4 separate regions of the Sus scrofa genome follow, and all the other regions are linked to region 1. A link is a contact called in public Hi-C and promoter capture Hi-C data. All regions are on one chromosome and are shown on one strand. Each heading gives the region's core, a stretch centred on a gene start, on an enhancer-like site or on the middle of the called end of the contact. The rest is flanking DNA. Distances are from core to core; before and after follow the strand shown. Region 1 holds the start of GUSB (glucuronidase beta). Region 2 holds the start of SBDS (SBDS, ribosome maturation factor). Region 3 holds the start of KCTD7 (BTB/POZ domain-containing protein KCTD7). Region 4 holds the start of RABGEF1 (rab5 GDP/GTP exchange factor).

Region 1 (3,266 bases), core at 84-2,583:
TCCTTGAACCTCCAGACCTTTGAACATCTCAGGTAGAAGGCAAGGCAGGAGTGAGGCAAATAGCTCTGTGAGTCTGGGAGCAGCCTGGGGAAGAGTTTCCTGAGGACATACATATGTGGGGCATGTGACCATCAACAAAGACAGAATTGTGGCCCTGGGGATTACAGATTCCCCCCCTTGTCCCTGCAGGGACTGCTGTGGCTGGGGTTCCATCCCTGGCCCAGGAACTTCCACATGCTGTGGGTGTGGCCAAAAAAACCCACCACCAAAGCAGCAAGAATCTCCTGTCCCTCACAGCTGTATGCCCAGAGTCTGGCACCAGCCCTGCCATATAGCAGGGACTTAATACACATTGGCTGAAGGGGTGGATAACCGTGCTGATGAGATCAGCTGCTCAGATGGTTTGTATCCAAGCTCTGGTGGCAGAGCCCAGGGCACCAAGGTCTCCATGGAAAGAGTTGCACCCAGGGCCACAACCAGTCTGGGGTAAAGAGGATCTAAAGAGACAAGACTCTGACTAAGAGGAAGGTGATCAACCGACTGCCCCAGGGAGGAAGGCTGGCAGGGGTACCGGAGCTGCTCCGCTGAGGAAACTGTGAGTGCGGCACATGCCTGGCCCCAGCCCCCGCCCCTTTCTTCCTCTGCTGATGAAGCCTGGGCGGCAAAGACTAAAAAAGGGGATCTAAGAAAGGCGAGCGAAAGATGGGCACACAGGCTTGCCCCACTCAAACCAAGTCTTAAGGGAGACTAGAGGGGGGTCCTTGGCTGGCTGGCTGCCAAGCCCCGTCCTCTGCCTGAACCTTGGAACCCAAGGTCCTTCCTGCCAGGGCAGAGCTGGCCCTAAGATACCCAAAGCCTCCCCTCCTGCTTCTATGCAGCCACCCGCCCCTGCTCCATGCGGACACGGCTCGGGTTCCACTTCCCCCAGCAGCGTCGGGCCCACCCATTTCCTCCTTCCCGGTCCCTCCGGTGAGCCGACCCAAAGCCCCCTAAGCCCGTTCGCCTTTAACCTCCTCTTGGCCAGCAGTTCCGAGGGCACATGGGAAGGCGCCCCATACCCCCACCTGACTTCCAGGAGTTTCCCTGCTCTGACCCCGTGCCCCGTCCCCGCATCTCGCACCTCCCGCAGCGGCTTCCGGTACCACTGCTGCTCGAAGCCCTGGCGCCGGTTGTCGGAGAAGTCGGCGCGGAAACTCCAGAGGCCATTCAACTCCTTGCGCTCCCGCGATCGGCTCTCCTGGGGGTAGAGCATCCCGCCCTGCAGCAGCGCCAGCCCGCAGCCCCAGAGCAGCGGGCCGAGCACGGCCCAGGCGCCCGCCGGACCCCGGACCATGATTGCCCAGCGGGCAGGTAGCTGCCAGCCTCCCCACGCCCGGAGCCCCAAGCACGGGAGGCGGGGGCGGGGGCGGGGCGTGAGTCACGTGTCCCCCTTCCCCCGCCCGGGAGGGGCCATCTTGACTGAAGGCGATTGAGGGGCGGGGCGGGGCGATTGCGGGGCGGGGCGGGTAGGCCTCGGAGAGGCCGGTGCCCGGGAGGCGGCATCCCGCCCGCCTTCCTGCGCGAGGTCGGCGACGCGGGGAGGGCCCGCCGGGAGCCCGAGCCCCAGCCCCTGCCCCGAAAAGAGAAGCTTAGCGGCTCCTAGTCTGCAGGGTCACTGCCTGCCCCCGCCTTCCCCCTCCCCGGCTCGCGCTCAGGGAGGCCGGACCAGGCGCTGGAACAGGACCCCGGGGAGTCAGGTTCGCCCTTTGCGTCTAGAAGGCCTACCTGGGCCACGTCCACTCGCTTATGCCTGCGGGACACTGGTGAGCTCAGGCGAAGCCTCACCATGCCTCGTGACGTCTGCCCTGCGTGGTGGCCCGGCCCTAGCCTTGACCCTGGACCTCCACCTTCGGTCACCGGGGCCGCGGACCCGTACCCGGCATAGCGGCCACTTAAAGAATGTGAGGAGAGGGCGTCTATGATGCTAGTAACGCAGCCTGGATCCAGTTGTTCCGTACAATTACCTGATTTTCAAGGTATTACGTTTTACTCAGATTTCACGGTCACCAAAGCAATCTTCTGTTAATGGACCTTGGTATTGTAAACAAAGTATTTCCCGGGATAGTAAAAATAAATATATTGTAAGAACTGACAAGGTCTAAAGGTTTTTACCCCCCTGGATGCTTACAATATAAAAATAAACAAAAGTAGGATACAAAAGTATATATAGTTTGATCCCAGTATTGCTAAAGTTATATCCACACAGAAATAGAAAGAGACAAATGTGAAGTGTCATTGTCAGTGTTATAGATGATTTCCATTTTATTCCCCATAATTTTCTGAATTGTTGAAACTTTCTATAGTGAACAATGCATTATTTTTATAATCAGAGTGACACCAGTGAAACTTTTCAAAACAGCAGGAGGGGAGTTCCTGATGTGGCGCAATGGGATCAGCAGTGTCTTGGGAGCGCTGGGTCGCAGATTCCATGCTGGACAGGGTGGATTAAGGATCCTGCATTATCGCAGCTGGGGCTTAGGTCCTCACTAAGGCTCAGATCTGATCCCTAGCCCCAGATATCCGTATTCCTCGGGGCAACCAAAAATGAAAAAACAAAAGGAGACAAGAGGAGGGAGTTCTGCTGTGGCACAGTGGGTTAAGAATCTGACTGCAGGGGCTGGGTGGCTGAGGAGGCAGGGTTCCATTCCTGGCCTGGCAGCCGTGGGTTAAAGGATCTGCCACAGCTGCTGCTTCCTGGATTCAGTCCCCCTGGCCTGAGCACTTCTGTAAAAGAAATAAGAGAGAGGAAAAAAGAAGAAAAGAAAAACAGCAGGAGTTCACTGGTGGCTCAGCGGGTTAAAGCTGCAGTGGTGTCACTGCTGTTGCTCTGGTTACTGCTGTAGGGTGGGTTCATGCCTTGGCCTGGGCACTTCCACGTGCTGATGAGGCCAAAAAATAAAAAAAAGAAACTTTCCAGAAAAAAAAAGCAGGTATTTAAAAGAAGCAAACAGGCAAAAAATAAATAGGTGTTGATCTGCTTCGATAAATTAATAAATTGATTTTCCATTTGCAAGTCAATCTGTATGTATTTGGTACAAGTTGATTTTCTGCTGGTCAAAATTTTTTCTTGGTCAAGATCCAGTAAAACTTGGTTTCCCATTGTAGGAACCTGACAACCAGACCCTGTTAAATTCCGTCTGCCAGTTTCCTTACCCCCTAATTCTGCCACCTTGTACAAACCTATGGTTCTGGAGAGAAAAATGTGGACGTGGTCAGCAGTGAGAATG
Region 2 (2,969 bases), core at 289-2,788, 510 kb after region 1:
CAAGTTGCTGTGGTGTAGGCTGGCAGCTGCAGCTCCGATTGGACCCCTAGCCTGAGAACCTCCATATGGTGTGGATGGGGCCCTCAAAAGACAAAAAAACAAAAAAAAGTAACCAACCCCAAAATAATACTTATTTTTATTAATTATTTTTATTTTTTTCCATTATAGCTGGTTTAGAGTGTTCTGTTAATTTCCTACTGTACAGCAAGGTGACCCAGTCACACATACACATATACATTCTTTTTTCTCACATTATCATGCTCTATCATAAGTGACTAGAAATAGTTTCCACTGCTATACAGCAGGAGAAAATAATTGCTAAAAATAATACTTTAAAGTTTAACCTATCTCTAAGTACTTACACCACAAATGGATATTAGGGTCGATTATGCTGCAGTGGTTAGAACGCACCTGCTTACAGATTTCAGTCTGGTCATCTGTTCCAAATGCACTGATGAGATCTTCCTTCTTTGCAACTTGACCTTTAGAAACATTTACAAACACTGAGTGGGTCTGTAGAACTTCATCAAGATCTTTTTCCCTTGTGAGAACAGGAGAGAAAGTCCTAAATAAATACTTTTGCAACTTGGAAGTTCGTTCACATATAAATCCAAGACGGCAACGATACAAATAGTAAGAAACAACTACTTCTAAACGACCCTTGGTGCCCGGGGAACGTTTTCCAAATTGAGAACTCCATTTGTATTCACATTTACTCACTGGGGAAAAACATCGTGGGAATATGCGTGAATCACTGAGGGGTGGGGTCAGGCTGCCGCCAAGGAATTCCGTTCTCTAGATGGCAGCAGTGAATATGCTACGCACTCTAGTTAAATTACTGGGCTTAGATCTGTGACATGCACAAACTATAGAAGTACCTGGAAGACTACGACCTTTGCCTTGATCATCATTCCGAGAAAAGAACCACAATTAGAAGGGTTTCTTGGCCGTAGCTTTTATGACATTACAGCAAAAGCAAAAACCAAACCCCAAACCACACCAACAAAACAAAAAAGAGAACGTTCGCTTTAGACGCTAAGCGCGAGCAGCAGGAGTAAACTTCCCACTTCCTTCCCTGACAAGACCCCAGCATGGCAAACTCATTAGACAACCAGAGGGAGGTGGGCTCCAAGGCTATCAGCTCCAGCTCCCGCCAGGGATCGGAGGGAGAGGGTCACTCACACGCCGCTCCGCCAGCCGACGACCTTATTTTTGTAGCAGGCGATTTCAAAGCGCTTCCCGGCTCGCTTCATCCGTACCACAGCCACATTGGTCAGGCGTATCTGGTTGGTGGGGGTGAAAATCGACATCGCGGCCACTCAGCGACCTTGGGACCGGCGAACCAAGGTAAACCCGCGCCGCCGGCCTGAGGCCACCTGCGCCTCGATGTAACCACCCGGCGAGCGGCACAGTCACGCCCGCAGACTGGGCGACGCAGTGACTAACACCCTCGCGGGCCACCCCAATACACCCAGCTGACTTATTGCGCAGGCGTCAGGTGTTGCGGGAACCGCGCGAGGAAGAGGGGGCAAAAACGCCTGCGCATTGTGGCTTTTACGACATCATTCGGCGCCGGAAAGAGTAGCGCTCTTCCTTGACGTAATTTACTTTCGCGAAAGAACCAAAGAGCTCTGATTGGCTGGTGGAGATGTTTGGGGACCGGGTGGAAACTCTGACGCCGGTGCCTCATAGTTCCGGGAGTTCAGGGCCACGCCCCCCTTAACTTTACCTTATATAAAAATTGTAACACAAAATACTTAGAGAAAAGTGTAATGAGCCCCCATGTACCCATCATTCTTTCCAACAATTATCAATATTTTGCTTTTCTTGTTTCATTCTCCCTCTTTTTTTTTTGGTTGGAGCATTTTAAAGCAAATCATCTTGTGGTTTTAGCTTTAAATAGTGAAACTTCCAACAGATACACCTAACAAGATTAACCATAATCCCCTAATAACACCTCCTAGCCAACTCACAATCAAATTTACCCTAAATAATGCCTTTTTTACAGTTGGTGTGTTTCAACTGAGATTCAAATGGGATCACAAATTGCATTCGGTTGATTATGCCCTTAGTCTCTTTTAACGCTCCTCACCCCCCATTTTTTCCCCTAAATCACTCCTGTCTAATTCGGCTTTTCTCAAAGTCCGTTCCCTCCTCTATGCGGATTCCTGAGTGTGCAGGAGCTTTCCAGTTTCCATTCTCGGAGCCCTGGGCAGGGCTTTTCTCTGGGCCCATTCCTTCCCTTTCTGAGCCAATCCGACGGGGCCGGGAGTGCTCTGGATTACACTCACCAAGTTCTGGGCGGTGTTTTTTCTGGGCCCGCCCCCTTTTCCCTCTGAGCCAATCCGAGCGGGGCCGGGAGCTCTCCGGTTTCTTTTCACCAAGCTCTGAGCGGAGCTCGCCTCTGGGCCCGCCCCTTCCCCCTCTGAGCCAATCCAGACAGGCCTGCGAATGGCATGGCTGCCCCCAGTTTCTCAGGCTCTGGGCACACGGCTAATGCTACAAGGAGGTTCTGGCGGTTTCCCAGTATTCGCGCCGGACGCTAGGTTTGTTAGGTCCGCTGTCCTGGGCTCCAGTCGCGCCGCAGGACTTGGGCTCTAAGAAGAATGGGTAAGGGCCCCCAGCGGGCAAGATTCCTGGGGCGGGAAGGGAGAGAGCCGTTTTTCTGAGACCCTCGGGCCCCTTCCCCCGGAATACGTTGACCTTCTCACCCTGGGACCAGTGTTGCTGAGGACAAGGGAGGACTGATCCCTGCTTGTGACCTGGCTTTGGCCTTTTGAGGCTAGGAGATGAGTATAGACCTATGCCCCTAAACTCATGTAAAGGGCAGAAAAAACCGCCTCTCCCCCTCACCCACGGGTGTTGAGGACTTTTGGTCCTTTCTAGGATGGAGTAGCACCTGTAAACCCCCAATTTTAGATTTCGGCTTTTAAAATTGCCCCCAAGTTCAGCATTTAAGGCCAGGTCCA
Region 3 (3,043 bases), core at 87-2,586, 280 kb after region 1:
CTGGCAGAGTGGACAAATGGAAGAGAACTGGTCCAGGTAACTCCTTATTGCATTACTTAATGGACCAATCCAGGAGCTGTTCAGACTTCCTGTTATAGAAGATAATCAAATTTTCCTATGATATAATCCACCTTTGATTGCAGTTTCTATTACAGCTGGAATCCTAATGATTCTAAGGATGGAAAGAAGAAACTTTGTTATGGATGTTGAGAAAGGCTGGAGCAGGTAGTTACAGATAAGAGATGGCCTCAGGCAGCCTTCTTTAGAGCAGCCCTACTCAAAACGTGGTTCAAGGACCTGCAGCACCCAGGGTTACCTGGGGAGTTCGTTAGGAATGCAAGTTCAAGGGCTTCACCCCAGATGGACCAAGTCAGATTCTCTGGAGTCGGACTGGGAATCTGCATTTTAGCAAGTTCCCCCCCCAGTGATTTTGATGCAACCAAGTTTGGAGAAAACACTCATGGAGGACACTCCTACAGTGGTTTTAATCCTCTAGGTCTCAGCTTCCTTTTCTGTCACAATGTGAGATGCAAATGAAGAACTGGGTGTAAAAATGGTTTGAAAGGGCTCAAACCTTGATTCCTAGGAGAGTCCCTGAGCTGATCCAACTATACCAGGGGTCACAGCATCCAAGGCTGTTGATAGACGTTGGATCAGGCTGGACTCTGCCTCAGCAGCCTGGGAGCGTCTCAAGAGAGGGCCTGTTTCCGTCTGTGTCTCCAGGTGCCAGTGGAAGAACTGACACATTGAGGGTGAGAGTCACTGTCATTCTCAATTGCCTCTAACTTGAGTTTTCTTTTTGGGTCAATCAGGAAAGACTGGAAACTCAGGTTTTGCCCTTGTGGCTAGAGAAGGGCCAGTCCCTGTTGCAGCGCTACCCTTCCTCTCCTACAACCTCAGTGACCTAAGTCGTGCCTCCTCCGTATCCTCCGGGAAGGGATGCCTAGGCTCTCCATTGCGGCGACCTGGTCCTCCCGGATTTGCCTGGCCTTTGACGCCCAAGGATGCACATCACGCGCTGCCCTGGAGACGTAGGAACGACTAAGTCGTGAGCCCTCTCTCCTCGCAAGTTTCTAGGTGTCGACCCCGATGCAGGAGCCACCCTCGGACCCAAGAAGGCCCGGCTTAGAGACGGTGGCCGCGTGCGCGCGCCCCACGCGCCGAGCGAGTGTTCGCGGGTGGGGAGGGCGCGCCCACTGTCCAGAGGGCCAATCAGAACGGGGCAGGCCAGCCAGCCCGGCTCCCAGTGGCCATTCAGGCACGGAGCGAAAGCTCTACTTGCTCTGAGATTGGGCGAGCTTCACGCCAATCAGGGGCGGAACTAGCGGCAGCTCGGCCAATAGTGGGAGGTGGCCGGGTCAGGCCGGTGGCCCTGCGGTCCGCCGGGTGGTCAGCGAGCCCGTTGGCGCTGAGGGAGCGGCCGCCCTCCAGCCCCACCGCGCTGAGCTCTCAGCCCCTCCGGCCCCGCCCACCGGCGCGCCGCGTCATGCCAGGCGCTGCTGGGTGCTAGTGCCTGGGCCACCACCCTCCCGCCCGCCCGAAGCCGCGCCCACTGCCCAGAGCCAGAGGGATGGTGGTAGTCACGGGGCGGGAGCCAGACAACCGTCGTCCGGACGGTGCCATGTCCAGCTCCGACGCCGAAGACGACTTTCTGGAGCCGGCCACCCCTACGGCCACGCAGGCTGGGCACGCACTGCCCCTGCTCCCGCAGGAGGTACCTGGAGGGGGTGGGGGCGCGAGAAGGGGTGCAGAGACAGGAGCCGGTGCCAGACAGAGCTGACCTTGGGATGTGAACAGCGCTGAGGCTGGGGAGGGGGTCAGGCCGAGGGCGGTGCCAGAAGCTGTGCTCCCCTGCCCATCCCACTCCCACCACCCACCGATCCCCCCCTCCCCACGCACCCTCTGTAAAACACGCCAGGTGTGTCTTCCTTGCTCTAGGCAGCACCTGGCCCTCCCATCCCCCTCCTTCCAGGATTCACTCCTTGCAAGCTTGGTACTCCCATCCCTATGGCCCACCCTTACCAACTGGAGGAGGGAAGGAAGGCCATGGGAAGGAGCCCTTGGAACCCCAAGGGATGATAGTGTCTTCCAGAGAATCCAAGAAGAGGCCTTAGTCATTGCCCAAAGCCAGTCTCCAGCTGCCCAGAGAGTGGGCTAAGGGGCAGTGTGCAGATAAGAAGCAGGCCAGTTCATAGCTGTGGCCACACTCACCTGACAACTCCATGGCTTCCCCTCCTAGCTGCTGTGCTGTGATGCATGGTGGCTTCCACTGGTCTTAATGCATGTGACATGATCATATGAACACCTGAAATGACCCTCAAGAGACGAGAAAAGAGGAGGGAAGGTGGGGCCCTGCTGGGCACTGAAGACAGAGACTGGGAGGTAGGGGTTAAGGTAGTGCCAGACATGGGAGCATGTGACGTGGGGAGTCCTGGGCAGATGGCCTGAGCCCCAGAGGGGCTGGGTGGGGCTGGGTGAGGCTCTTGGAAAACTGTAGTGTCCTCTTGGGGTTAGATACTCAAAGCATCATGGGACACTTGTGAAAATGGGCAAAACTCCAGAAGGACTGTTTGTAATTGAAAAAAAAAAAAAAAAGCCATTGGGGACACAGGGTCCAATGTTTCTGTGCATTGTCATTGGTGAAACAGTGTGATTTAAGGGAAGAAAGCTCAGGACCCAGAGACTATAGGCCACACTCCAGTGCTCGCTCTTTTACAGAGTTCATTGCTCCATGTGAGTAATAGAAGTATTATTACCCCCCCAATAATATTTGAGTCCTTGGTATGCACACAGAATAGTCTTGGAGGAGCTAGCTATAGAATAAGCAGAAGGCATTTCCAGTCCTCTGGGTGTGGAAGAGTAACGGTACCTACATTCAGAGAACTGTAAACGCCTGTCTGTTTCATTCATTCATTCACTGATCTAGTGCAAACTGGGGGGTTTTACTGTGAGCCAGGCACTGATCGAGGCCCCGGGGTAACTTTGATGTAGCGTTATTTTTATCCTTCTTTATTTCACAAAGGATTTGAAAGTTAGGAAGAAG
Region 4 (3,309 bases), core at 591-3,090, 300 kb after region 1:
TATACCTTTGGTGCCCCTTCTCAGTACCCTACCACCACCACCCCTTCTCTCAGAGGCAAGTGTGGTAGTTTGTTCCCTTAATGGCCCCAGTGAGTCAGACCTTCCTATGTCCTCACTTTGGCTAGTCCCTTCCCCATGGCCCATTACCTTTTGACCTCCTCTCCTACCTCCCCTCCATTCACTGCTACACAGGCTGGTGATGTCCAGAGGGCCTCTGCACTTGCTGTTCCCTGCACCTAGAACACTTTTGCCCAAATAGTTGCATAGTCACCTCCTTAGCCAGGGCTTTGCTGTCCACCCAAAAACCTCAGTCTTCCTGGTTGACTGGCTGGCCTTCCTTGCATGATTTTTCTTCAAAGCAATCACTGCTGTCTCATGTACTATTGTACATAATGTATTTATTATTTACTTATTCCCCCCCCACCACCTCTTCCCTAGAATGTAAGCTTCTCAGCATAGGTACTCCCCCACCCCCCCCACCACTTTTTAACAGTCTGGTATCCTTGGCCTAGCACACACATTAGGTGCTGTAGGGGAGGGGAAATCATTTTCCCTCTGCTCTTCTAAGTTATAATAAAAGAGTAATAAGCAAAAAAACAAACTGAAAATTATTACCATGTATACCTCACACATACAAAGGAGATACCCTGAGAAAAGGCTTAGAATGCCCACTTAAATACCATTTTCCAATAAAGAAAAAACAGGAAAGGTGTTTGTGTGTGTGTGTGTGTGTGTGTAGGGGAGACCAGTTATGGGAGGTGACCAGGGGAATAAAAATAAGCTTAAGGTTTGTCATGCAGCTCTAAGTCAGTGTCTTATCCATAGTTGAGCTTCTAGTGACCTAAGAGTCATCCTTCTCTCCCAGGTACAGAGGGAGACCCCTTTACTAACGTGATCTCCTTCATTAGCTTCATTTCCTGTACAAAAGGTTAACTTCTGGTTTGTTTTCAGGGCTTCTCTGCTTTCTCAGAGGCATATTTTTGGGTGGCATATTCTGCTTCCCTACAGAATTTAGGAATAATCTGAGGAATGAATCAATCTCCATTTGGCAAATAATGAGCAAAGACTGAGAAATTAGACAACCTGTCCAAGATCAGAGGCAGCATTTAGCAAACCTGGTATTCCAACTTAGGTCTCCCTCCAGACACTGTACTCTAGTATTTTCTTTTCTTTTTTCTTTTTTTTTCTCCCAGTCGTGGCTGCACTTTGTGCCATAGATACCATCCAGAATACAGAGGCAGCCGCTGTCTCCAACATTCCTGAAATGGGAATCACGGAGAACTGGATTCCATTTATGACTCGATCATTAATACTGTGTGACACTGGGTAACTTATTAACCTCTGGAATTCAGTTATGCTCAGCTATAAAACCTGCTTCTAGGTCAGTCACTCTCTTTAAGGTCCTTTAAACTCAAACCACGTTCAAAATCCTAAGATCCGTGTGAAGCTATGGGATTCATTACTTTCTCAGGCAGCCTCATTCCCCACAGACTGCAACTGTCCACTGGCCCAAAGACTTCTCTCCCGCAGCCTTTCCAGTGCCTCCCATTTCGAGCTAAGGATGAGCAGCGTCTCTCTCAGTGGGATTCCCAAATACAGTGGGTGAGGAAAAGACAGGGAAACGCCGGCTTCTCCGTCGGCTTCTGAACGCTCCAGGTCAGGGACCCAGCACTAGGGCTGAGGGCGCCTCCTTCCTCATGCCCGACGGCTTTGTCGCCACTGTCATCCACGCCAGCCTCGCCCTCGCGCCACCCAGGGCAGATGCCGATGGGCACCTACACCCTCCCGGCGAGCTCCGAGCCCCGGAAGTGACGTCATGCGTGCGTGGCGTGCGCTCGCGGCGCCGGGGGCGGGGCGTGCGAGAGGGAGGGCCGGCGTGAGGGCGGGTTGTGGACTGGCGCCGGGACCTACTCGAGCGACGCGGGGAGAGCTGCGGTCCCGACGCGGGTGGAGCAGCCGGCGAGGTACGGGGCGGACGGACGGGACCCGAGGGGGGCGCGGTTCGCGACTCGCGGTGGCGGTGCCGTCCCGACAGGGGCTGCTGGGTCATTGGTCTAGGCTGTCCACCCGGCCGGGGCCATCTCGCTCCGGTCCCTCTTGCCGTCCTTCGTCCCAGCCCAGGGCCCGGTGGCGGGGCCCTGGCCGGTCCCAGGCCGTCGCCGGCCCCCTTCATCCTCTGCGCGTTCGGCCTGCCGTTTTAGGGCGCTTGTCGCCAAGTTGCCCGCGGCCCGGCCCAACTCCGACGGACAGACGCGTCTCGTTTCCTGGCCGCCTCCTGCCGCCTGTCCAGCTCTCGCGGGATGGCTTCCCTCCGACCGGCTCACTCAGTCCAGTCGGCAGAGTACCAAGGGACACCTGTGGTGGTGACCGGCTGGGTCGTGCCTTGGGCTCCTTGGGGACCCGTCGCAGCCCGGCCTGGGCAGGGCCGCCGGGACCTCGGGAACCCGCGTCGGTCTCAGAGAGGGAAGGGTCCGGGAGCTGGGAGGATGCTGTCTTTCGCGGCGTGGGAGCTGGAAGACTGGTCCTAACTTTCGCCCTATGATTGAGGACAAAGTTGTGGGCCTGAGGTTAGGAGCACAAGTCCCTGCTTCCGAACCGTCTTGGAGGAGAGCAGAGGTGATGCTCATCACGGAAGTTTAGTCGACAAGGAGGAGGGACCCAGCCGCTTCAGGGAGTAGATCAGAGTCTGCTGGTGGTGTCTCAACGCTGATGGCCAAGCCCTGTGATTGGGAAATGTGTCCGTGGGCTATGGGGGCTCGCTTTGCTCATGAGCTTAGATGTGAAAATTGGTCAGGATGAGTTTACAGCATCACCTGGGGAGTCGTTTTTTGGATCTGAAGAGTTGTGGCTTTTGTTTTGTTTTTGAGATTAACTCATTGTTGTACCTTTTTCTGTAAACCTAAGGCTGCAAAAGTACACTTACCCCCCCCCCCAAGTCTATTAAGGTTACTAATAAGTAACTTAAGCAGTACCAAGGAAGCTTCCCAGAGGTGCAAGAAGATTTGATTTTTATTCGATCCATTTCATGACAGATAACGTTAGTTTTAAGAGTTACTGATTCTCAGGTGGAAAATTAAGAAGTGTTGAAGGATTTGAATTTTGGGGACCTTCCAAGCCATCATTTTCTTCTCCAGAAAGTAGGCACTTTAAGGGAGAAGGACAGCAGAGATCCTTGCCATAAATGTGAGCAGTGTGAGCTAAGAGAGGTCACTGAGGGGGGACACCCCAAGTGTCTGGAGGGACCGCAGGGAGTGAAATGTATCTGAAAGTGTCCTGAAGAATGAGTAACATTCAGACTAGCAAGATGGG

The links. Promoter capture Hi-C pulls out the DNA fragments that hold promoters and counts their contacts. A called contact is a pair of places that touch in the nucleus more often than the background predicts.
Region 2: a contact with region 1 is called in a Hi-C map of embryonic fibroblasts, with 2.2 times the contacts expected there. The contact joins the promoter of SBDS here to the promoter of GUSB in region 1. A contact is called at or near these places in 1 of 5 promoter capture datasets (fetal skeletal muscle), 1 of 47 Hi-C or Micro-C datasets (embryonic fibroblasts) and 2 of 2 datasets of contacts at active chromatin or transcription factors (alveolar macrophages and skeletal muscle).
Region 3: a Hi-C map of skeletal muscle shows a contact between it and region 1, with 2.5 times the contacts expected there. The contact joins the promoter of KCTD7 here to the promoter of GUSB in region 1. A contact is called at or near these places in 1 of 5 promoter capture datasets (fetal skeletal muscle), 5 of 47 Hi-C or Micro-C datasets (embryonic fibroblasts, heart right ventricle, retroperitoneal adipose tissue and 1 more) and 2 of 2 datasets of contacts at active chromatin or transcription factors (alveolar macrophages and skeletal muscle).
Region 4: a promoter capture Hi-C map of fetal skeletal muscle shows a contact between it and region 1, with 5 times the contacts expected there. The contact joins the promoter of RABGEF1 here to the promoter of GUSB in region 1. A contact is called at or near these places in 1 of 5 promoter capture datasets (fetal skeletal muscle) and 1 of 2 datasets of contacts at active chromatin or transcription factors (alveolar macrophages).

The regions. Positions count from the first base shown.
Region 1 is chr3:16,670,138-16,673,403 of Sscrofa11.1, reverse strand. GUSB (glucuronidase beta) reads right to left here and starts at 1,333. Exons shown (of 12, transcript NM_001123121.1): 1 at 1,121-1,333. The coding sequence starts at 1,333.
Region 2 is chr3:16,160,093-16,163,061 of Sscrofa11.1, reverse strand. It overlaps SBDS (SBDS, ribosome maturation factor), which reads right to left and starts at 1,538. Exons shown (of 5, transcript NM_001244393.1): 1 at 1,183-1,538; 2 at 412-541. The coding sequence starts at 1,310. It overlaps TYW1 (S-adenosyl-L-methionine-dependent tRNA 4-demethylwyosine synthase), which reads left to right and starts at 2,410. Exons shown (of 16, transcript XM_021086357.1): 1 at 2,410-2,610. The coding sequence starts at 2,607.
Region 3 is chr3:16,392,154-16,395,196 of Sscrofa11.1, reverse strand. KCTD7 (BTB/POZ domain-containing protein KCTD7) reads left to right here and starts at 1,336. Exons shown (of 4, transcript XM_003354517.4): 1 at 1,336-1,714. The coding sequence starts at 1,571.
Region 4 is chr3:16,375,135-16,378,443 of Sscrofa11.1, reverse strand. It overlaps RABGEF1 (rab5 GDP/GTP exchange factor), which reads left to right and starts at 1,840. Exons shown (of 9, transcript XM_003124438.6): 1 at 1,840-1,964.